Linked DNA regions of Anas platyrhynchos: region 2 is linked to region 1. Evidence: chromatin contacts called from public Hi-C data. All regions are on one chromosome and are shown on one strand. Each heading gives the region's core, a stretch centred on a gene start, on an enhancer-like site or on the middle of the called end of the contact. The rest is flanking DNA. Distances are from core to core; before and after follow the strand shown. Region 1 overlaps LOC139999238 (a long non-coding RNA gene). Region 2 overlaps SULF2 (sulfatase 2).

The links. A called contact is a pair of places that touch in the nucleus more often than the background predicts.
Region 2: a Hi-C map of liver shows a contact between it and region 1, with 6 times the contacts expected there. The contact joins two enhancer-like sites. A contact is called at or near these places in 2 of 8 Hi-C or Micro-C datasets (liver and subcutaneous adipose tissue).

Annotation. Positions count from the first base shown.
Region 1 is chr21:3,699,346-3,703,939 of IASCAAS_PekinDuck_T2T, forward strand. All of the region lies in intron 2 of LOC139999238 (a long non-coding RNA gene), which reads right to left. Among named protein-coding and RNA genes, the nearest start is that of SULF2, 88 kb to the right of the region's middle. Within about 2 kb of position 1,381, at least 1 of the 8 cell types and tissues checked has an H3K27ac peak or open chromatin away from gene starts, as enhancers often do.
Region 2 is chr21:3,937,762-3,942,888 of IASCAAS_PekinDuck_T2T, forward strand. SULF2 (sulfatase 2) reads left to right here. Exons shown (of 25, transcript XM_072026626.1): 16 at 4,663-4,906. Among named protein-coding and RNA genes, the nearest start is that of NCOA3, 99 kb to the right of the region's middle. Within about 2 kb of position 2,785, at least 3 of the 8 cell types and tissues checked have an H3K27ac peak or open chromatin away from gene starts, as enhancers often do.

The DNA of each region.
Region 1 (4,594 bases), core at 131-2,630:
GGAAAAATTGCATTCACCTGCACAGTGGAAATGCTCTCCCACATCCTTGGCATCTCACTAGCTCAGATGCTCCCATGGTCCCCCTAACCTCAGAACAAAAATCACAGCTCTGCTAACGTGTTGCTGTAACTCTCTGCTCAGTTCATTTCCCTTCTCATTCTTCGTGATGGAATCACCGCCTATCTGAAGCGTGGACTCTGAGCTCCCAAGGATTTTCCTTGCTTTCTGAAAAATGCCCAGACAGATATCTGAGTCCCCAGCATACATCAATGACAAGAAATCTGGGCAAATGCTGGCATCTTTTAATAACCAGAGGATGTGTCAGAGTGAAGATTAAGTACGTACTCAGCACTGAGTGGCTGCTCAGCCAATGTCAAAGCAAGTGAGTTCCACTTCGGCTGGCAAAGATGTACAAAGATACCACACATACAAAGTCCAGCAGAAAGGTCTTGCTGCTCTTTGTCAACCCCATAAAATAAAAGTGCTGCATAACATAAATCAGAAGGAATTCAAAATGTCTCTGTCTCAAGCTGCTAATAAAAGCTCCAATTCAGTTCAGCATTCTGTGCCAGCGCCAAACATGGCAAACCACCAAGAAAAAAGGAGATGAAATCTGCTCTCCTTCAAAACCTTTTACACTTGGGTCATTTTATTTGATTCTTATTCTATAGCCTCATCACCGTATTCCCTCAACTGGCCTTATTTTGCCTGCATATCTGAAAGGTAGGCAGTAAGTTCCCATTCCTCAGAAAGACTTAACTTCATTTCTGCTAAGCTCTGTGCTGAGTTCATCTCCCCCCTCCTAGCTACAGTGCTGACTTCAGTTGAACGTGGTGAACTCAGCTCAGTTTTTTCATACAACTCCTCCCCCCTCCCTCAACCATGAAATTTTCTCACTGACTTTAACTTGTTTTGGCTGGGCTATAAACAAATTATTCAAATCATTTGAAAAACCACTATCATAAAAGCTTTTCCATTCATCATGCTAAACTGATCTGTTTGGGCATAATTGAACCATTATGTCTTATACGAGGGAAGCGTTGCTTGGGTCTTCCTATATGCAATTTCTTCCTCAGAATATTTGCCCTTAAACAGGTTAATTGTTTTCCTCTGCCCACATTGAGTCTGTCAGGAAGGTAAATTCACGGCTAACCTTAACACACATTTTCCCAGGAAAGAGAGTAATTTATCACTGCACAAACTATAGCAGATCTAGGAGACATTAATAGTTTGCCAGCCAAGTGACCTACATATGGCAGGGTAAAGCTACAATCAGCACAAGAAATCTTATATACACAAAAGAAGCATGACTCCATCTGGTTCGAGTTGCCATCTTGCTTTTATCTCCTTTTGCTGATAGTTTTGACTGTAGCTTTGACTGAGCATCTCTTTATGTCAGCTCCTAACAAGCGAGCGATTGTGTGCAGCACCACAGCGTTCTCACACTGTTATGATTATGTGCTGCTGGGAAGGTCGGAAAACCACTAAGGGTGTGTAAACAGCAATAAATTAGTTCCACCTTCCATAAGTGGTAAGCGTAAAAGGAATAGTGCAAGCGTGCACCATTGTGCCACCCTACTCTTAAAAAAACAGTACAGCCTTACAGGTCTTTTTGCACATCCAGCATGCCAATAACCAACGTTCTTTTCATGTATCAACTATCACACAAAACTATAAGCTTCTTTATTTGCATGAGGCACAGTAACACTTCAAACTGCATTTACCTCTAATGTGCTGGTTTGGACCTCTTGTCCCTAAGTAGCACTCCCAGTCTCAACCCTCACCAGGTGGCACTATTGCCCAATATTCCAAGCATTTTTCCCAGTGTGAGCAAATGTTCCCTCTCTGGAAGACATGCTGACAGTACAAGTGCTGATTATATTTTTCTTAGATAAAGTTTTGTCGTGTCAAAGGCAGGAAAGTTTGATCTCTGCTTTGTTCTTTGATGGATATCAGTCCTTTTACAAGAACTTACTCTCTGGCAGTGGTGTTCTGTAGAAGGGGTCACCAATCTGCCATCTGTGACTGCTTCTGTTCCAGCACCGATGCACATAACAAAACAAGTTGCATTTAGAATACATTCACACTGTGGCTCTGACTTCTCCTCCACGGGGAATTCAACCCACAAAGTTCCAGAGATGTCTACTACCATTCAACAAAAGAAAAACACTGTTCTGAGTCAAGAGTAAGATTTAACTAGTCTGGAATTTCAACTAGACAAATATGACTTGGATGTAACCTGTACAACTGTGCCCACATCGAAAACCATACACAAGTTAACAAGTTAGACACACAGAGCTCACTTGGAAGTTCCAAGTTCATTTTTCTTAGTTCTATATGGGGACAGTGAGAATTGACGCTAGGTTTGTGTACATGCCAGTCACTGTACTTCGGTGATCACTGCTGGTCGCTCAAAACCATGCTGTTAGAGACCCCTCCACTGGCAAGGCAAGGAAACACTGCTGCTTTTAAAGAAGACAAATGAACTTTATTGCGTGTATTTGTTTTAAAGACATCCTGTTCTATGATTCTGTCTCAAATAACACTAATGTGGCAATGCCCCTGTAAGCTGTGCAGCAGCTATCAACAACTACTACACAACTGCCTTTTCCATACAAGGAAGGAAATAATCTGTGTAACACAAGTCCAGACAATTCCCTGCAATTGCAGAGCCGAACTAAGAAACCTTACTAGCTCCTCCTGTTCAAGAAACACAGGGTGCACAACGGTCACCACTGGAGAGCAAGAATCTCCCATCAGGTCTGTCAGAGAAGTGAGTTGCCAGATTATTTCTCTGTTTTTTAAGAAATGTTTACTATGCTGTGTCTGCTGTTGACCATTTACTTTAACTTTTGAAACAGCAGGTGGGATTGATGTTGCCCGTGGAAAAGGATCAAGGCACTTTTTAAAAAATTGTGTGCATGGATAGCTGCAGTAGTCATGTTCTCACACAGCTGGTCAGATGGAAGCCTGAATTTCTATGCAAAAACACACATGTATCAGTCTTGTGTACCAGGACCCTTAGATTTCCCTTAAGGTAAAAGAGAACTACCTTCAGTAGTTTATACATCAGGCAATCTATTCAATGTCTATCAAACACTTCAAGCTGAATGTTAGAAAGAAACCCAAGACTGTTGTCCAAACAGCAAAGCACAAAGCAAACTCCTACAACTTTTTTTTCTGCTGCCTTCCTTACTTCTCCATCCATCACCTTCACACCTTCGTACGTCCCCTGCCTATTCATCAGTGAACAGTGTATAAAAATACAGATACTTAACACCATTAAGCACTGAGCATTGCGTAGTTTCCTGGCATTTTCTGATTACCATAGGAGTATCAGTAAGCAGGCCAACTGTTAATGAAGCCACTTGTCTTTGTGAATCAGAAATTCAAAAGTCACAGTAGTGACCTACAAAATAAATAAACCTACTCATTTATTGCAACATAGACTGGCTTGTACTTGTATACAAAACTTCCAAAGCAAATCGTAAGTTCTGCAGGACATGTGCTTGCACTCACACATTTCCTTCTCTCAAAAGCCACTCTGAAGTGGGGATCCTAGGGGCCAAATGCATGAACTGGAAGATGGTTTGCTACCTAACTTTTGAACCAAGTGCATTAAACATGCAGACTATATTCATCCTCCCCAGCAGCAGTTACCCATCAGGGACTCATTTGGTTCATTATGTGTTGTGACCTTCCAGTAATCTGATTCTGTCAATTGTTTCTGAATACGAACTATGTAACCATCATAGAGCAGCTGATGGTCAGAGTATGCTGAAAGCCTGATTACACCACTGCTTCTTTACTTTTCTCATTTTGATAATCCTTTTGATACACTACTTTAGCTTTACACTTCATCTTCAAGCAAAATTTAGAGTTGTACTACTTGCTGAGATGTAATAAAACTAGCTTTTGTATAGCAATATATAAACCCTGCAATAGTATTCTATTACACAGAACTGAATGTTATTGGAACAATGACTGTTGCTAGCCTGTTATCCCAAATGTGAGAGAGCATGTGAAAGCAAATAGTTGGCACTCACAACACATGTGAAGCCAACACTCTCCCTTTACTGTAAGAGGCATGATACAGGCAGCCTGAGGCTTAAACATTCCCTGACCTTTACCAGCTTGCCCCATGCCTGACCTAGAGGCAGGTAGTTCAGCCTGCAGGTGCCCTTCAGTCCTTGACCTCTACGCTGAGACTACCAGCGCAGGTGCCAATTAGCAGCAGAGCGGTTGTGCTGGGGGTCTCGCCTGGGCTGGAAGGGCTCCACTTCCCATTACTGCCTCCTGCACAAACCTCCTCCCTTTTTCCCCTCACTCCCCACTAATGCTGCTCAGACGTGCTGGGGAGATTTAATCATCTTAACCAGCCTGTGTCTGTGCAGCAAAGTGACAATTCTTCACCACGCCACTGACCTGTTCATTTCTCTACAGATCTAAAATCCCTTAACTTCAGTCCTATCGAAAAAGATATCACCCGACTTTCAGAGAGTTTTTTAAAGAGTTATTCTCAGAAATATTCAACCTGGGCCTCACACCAACTCAACCCTGAGCTCTGGACTCCTATGATGACTTGAAGCCATTA
Region 2 (5,127 bases), core at 1,535-4,034, 240 kb after region 1:
TAAGCTTGGATCTGTGGACACAGACTCCTGGGTTTGACATTGGCTATTCTTCCACATGCACTTATCTAATAAATCACACACCAAAAATAAATGAGCACAAAGCAATACAAATCAAGATAACATGCGAAGGGTTTTCTGAACAGTTTACTTAGAAAGCTGGTTCACTGGATTGTAAATGATGACCTGGGTACTGCTGATGTGCATGTGGATTTCTATGACCTGTTTCATGAGATGGGATAAAGTGCAGTCTGTGCTGGGTTGTACAGTTCTGAGGGCATCTTTGGGGTCTACTACTTAGAGTTTGAAGAGTCCGTGGGATCAGTGCTACTTGAATGCCTGCAAATGGTATCCGTAAGACTGAACAACAGCTATACAGAAAAAGGAAGTTTCTAACTGGACTATGTCAGTGTCAGGTCCACACTAATGATTTAGTTCATAGCAATGCTGAAGCTTTTGAAAGGAACACCCTGATCACTCCCTCCTATCGTGACCAGTAGAGGTGGATTTGCAGAGCAATTTTGACATACTGCAGTTGTTTGCAGAAAACTAAATTGGATGTCCTGCTTCTGGGGCGCATCAAGAGTGTTGCAAACCCCAATGGTGATAGGAGGATTGGTCTTTCACAAAGATTCAACCCAGCAGTGCATGGTGAATGCATGGTCTAGAAGACCAGACTAAATTGCTGATAGAGGGGCCAAAGCACCAAATGTTTTGATAAAATAATTGCTTTCTAATGTAGGCATGGTCTAGATCCGTTGTCATGTACACCATTACATTTAAGAGGCAAGAATGTTTCCTAAATTGAGTAAATTAATTGCAAAACAGTGTCATGCCATCTGCATGCCTTTTGGGCCCTGAACAAGTAAGTACACAGCTCACCTGCAAAGCTGTTACCTGTTCTGCATTGCAGTGTCCTCTGTTTTCATAAGAACACACATTGGTGTGTTCTTATTTTTATAAGAATGATGAAATAAAGCTCTGCAATGGGAGGGAAATTTAAAGTAATAATGAGCTCTTAAAATCTTCGGTTGTTTGTTGTCTATTATGTTTTTCTTGCTGTGGATTTCATCTCTTCCTCCTGTGACAAACAAGTGCATATGATTAAAGGAGTTATTAAGCTGCATGTAGAGAAATGATGATAGGCCACACAGATTTGTGTACAGAGTGTGTACAAAGAAGCTAGTACGTTTTTATTCCAATTCTCATGTAATTTGTTTTTCTTTTGAAGTAGTTTCAATACTGTAGCAAAATGGCCTTCTTTGTTATAAAAAAAAAAATACCCAAACATCAAGTACTTTAAAGATAATGCATTTGAAGTATGATTTTTAATGGCAGTTGTGAGAAACTGGGTGTATGGAAATTTTTGGAGGTTGTTTTGTGTTTTTTTTTTTCTCCTCTTTGAAATATCCAAGAAAACAGAATCAAAATAAGATTTCTAGAAATTTCTAGTTACCTAATGATCAAGAAAATCCTCCTCTAATCCTTTATCTGTATTACTAGACGCTTGAGATATTTTCAAAAATTTGACTTCAAAGTGCCTAATTTTACTTTGGTCTTATAGAAAAAGTGCTGCTTCTCTACAGGACTCTGAGAAAATACAGAGACATTACTGGGGAATATAACAAAATTGAGGTGGCTGGTGCTGGTTCCTCATGGCCCACTGTTCATATGCAGAGTTCCTGCATGCTGGTTTATTCCATCATCGTCATGATGCTGGACAATGCATCAGACGCAAAACACCTACCTGGAATAAATGATGACAGGAAGGCCCAGGAGTTCTCTGTCTTCTGCTAATGGCCCTGCTGAGCAGTCACATTCCTGCTTAGAAGAAACGGCTAAGCAGTAGATACAGTTGGTCACGGTCTTCTCAGCTATCCCTGAGATTGTTTTCAAATGATCTCAGTGTTAAATCATGGTTTTGGCAGCAGCAAAATAAGTAATAAAGCTTGAGTGATGAGGACGTGAGGAGAGTTAAATACAAACCTGAAGGCTGGGCATGTTTATGTCAGATACGAAGCTTATGGTTTTATAATACAGCATTACCTCACTTTATTCAGTTGAATAATAATCTCAGATACTGCAGTTCGTGCTTGCTCTAGACGGTGTTGAAACCTGAGATGTCACCAAGTAGTTGTAAAAATGCAAGTATTTGAGTCCCTAGACCATCTGGGGGAACTCTGGACTGTAACAGTGCCTGTCCCTGTCAGGCTAGAGTGAAGCCACGCGTGCCTGTAAAGTGATCCAGGGAGCTGAGGCAGGATGAGTGTGGCATTGAAAACTCGTTAGCTTTCTCATGCTGAAATTTCTCTGGACTCTATATCCAGATTTAATTTAGAGGATGTAATTTCTTAGCAGTGGCGGAGGAGAAGAGGCACAGGGACTCAACTTACCAGGGCCAATCTTTAATAATTCAAAAAAGGAGAATAATTATTTTGGGCAAAATATTTAACAGCCCTAAATCCTGTGTGGGTTGTATATACAGGTATAAGAATTGGAAAGTAAAACTGAAGCCCGAGGGAGGATCAAGTAATTAGACACTGGTATTTGTGCCTACAGATGAATATTGAGCTTACTAAATATTTTAACCACTTCCTCTGAAAATGATGGAGTTTGGTACTACTCACAGCATTGAGTCAGCACTGTGAATAGCATGCTGTAATAATGCAAGGCCTTCATGAGCTGTCTCTCTCCAGACCAATTTGTTCTTTATAAGGCTGGATTAGGACAGGCTGCAAGGGAGGAGCAGCTCCTGGCTTCGAATTCTTCAGGGGCGTGTGGAGACGGCAGTTCCCTGCAGTTGTCTGTTGAGGACCAACATGCTAGCTTGGTATATTGGACTTGGAAGGAAGGTAAATTGTTAGTTGGCTGAGCTTAACAAGATGAAATGAGGGAACAATTAAAGAAATGGGAGTTTACACTTTGAATATAATTGTTAGGGTGTAGCTTTTTGGAACTTCCTCCTACTTTTAAAAAGATGGGAGTTTCCTTCTCATTTATTCAAACATTTCCTGAATGGGTGCCTGAAATACAGTTGGTCTTTTTGTTGCTTTTTTAAAATTTATTTTTTTCTCAGCTGTGACTAACCTGGCTTAATATCAGCTATAAACTTTGAGCCACAGGTGAAAAATGGGCTAAAACAGACAATTCAGCTGGTATCCTGCTTTCTGTGTGTGGCACTGATGTGAATTTAGGGCTTGGACCAGTTTCAGGTGGGAGGGGATGTTTGTTTCTCTTCCCACAGTCTACAAAATGGCCTTTGAGACTTTGTAATCCAGTTAGAATTCATGTAAGCTTCTTGAAAGAAGTCAGTCTGTGTTAATGCCAATGCATGCCAATTGCTGTGAATATTTCTTTTGTCAAATTTGGTTGTTCTACCTCCCATTTCTTTTCTTCACTGCTTGTTTTTGCAGTGGAGTTTATCCCTGAGATAAAGTTGGCTCTTCTGTGGATCTTGAGGTAACGAGAAGTGTTGGTCTTCTCATGTGGCACACTGGATGAGTTTTCCCTTACCAGGTTGCAGCAGGAGGTCCTGTTCTAGTGAAAAGTGCTGTGCTTCAGCTCAGGGTGAAGGAGAGGTGACCAGAGGAACTAAGAGGCTTGCTTGGTTCCAGCAACATCTTGGGTGACTCCAAAGCACATATACACAGCCAGGAGTCTGGAGCTATGGTACTTTGGTCATGCTTTTTTCTCCAGGAGTGAAATAATTCTGCTTAACATGAGTGACTGAGCGGTCACTGCAGTGAGCAGGAAATAGTCAGAGGTGTGAGCCCTACTGTACAGTAGGGAAGTTTAGATATGGATTCATACTCCATAGCTAGGAGATATTCATGTCACTTTAGACAAAACTGAAGAGGAATTGGGATTTGGGTCAGGAGAGAGAACTTTGGAAAGCAGCAATGGCAAATCACTGGGATCTCATACTGTGCAGTGCAGATTCATAGCGAATGTTTCATTCTGTCTTTGGGCTGCAAACACAGAGGCAAACTCTGAGGGCATGCATAGCACTGGAGGGTAGTGCTTTTTGTAGAAACTTTCTGTCTGGCCTGCACATGAGGAAAATAATTGCAAAGAAAATAATTAAATGTGGATAAAAGTAAAGATTCAAATATTAATCCCTCCCATTAAAATCTTGTATTGAAAAAAAAAAAAAGAGTATGGAGTTGAGAAGTTCAGGCTGAATACTCGAGTACTCCCTGTTGAAATTCGGGATGACTTCTGAGAAGTGTTGCAGGAATACCGGCACTGGAATGTTTTACAGTAGATGACAGAATGTAGTTGAGAACTAATCCGCAAGGATGACCTGAGACCCTACTGTCTTTAAATTTCAGAATTATTTTTTAAAGTGTTACTGCCATCTAGTGGCTCTTGGGGGAAGAGCTTCTTTTAGAGTTTCTTTGAAAGTTGTTCACTCTGAGTCATGACTGTACAAGTACTTTCTCTTTCCCCTCTGCCATCCTTGTGCATTTGCACTCTATCCCTCTCTCTCAGACTTTAAGGTTCCCAGCAGGTAATGACATGGCAGCACTGCAACAAACAGCAGTTGTCATTGAGTGAATTCCAAATGTCACGTTAGGGGCTGTTGTTTGCCAAGAACCACAGAGAACCAAAGTGTAACCTGCTGTTTCTCCCCGTCTTAATCCTTTTACTCCCTTTTCTGTGCAGAATACAAACCGAGCTATGTCCGGAATCGTTCTATCCGCTCTGTATCTGTTGAGCTGAATGGAGCCATTTATAACTTGGGTTTAGAGGACGGATACCAACCTGTCTTACCAAGAAACATCACCAAGCGACACAAGATGCAGAGGGCTATTCCTCCTGAGGAGGAAGATAAAGACATGGCAGAATACAGTGGCACTGGTGGCATTGCAGAATATACAGCCCCTAATCTAATAAAAGTTACTCACAGGTGAGTAAATACTGTATGTTTCTATAAACTTTTGCTGCTTGAGTGGCTGCTTTACATAAATGGGTGCGTTACCTTTTGATAAGCATATTGTGTCCCTTTTGGCTACCATCTGACTTCACTGAACTTCTTATTCTCATTTGTACACACCTTTCAGTTTTGTTTTAATTTTGTCATCATGCACAAAGGGGCATGAAAGCTACTGAAGAACCACAGAGGTGCTT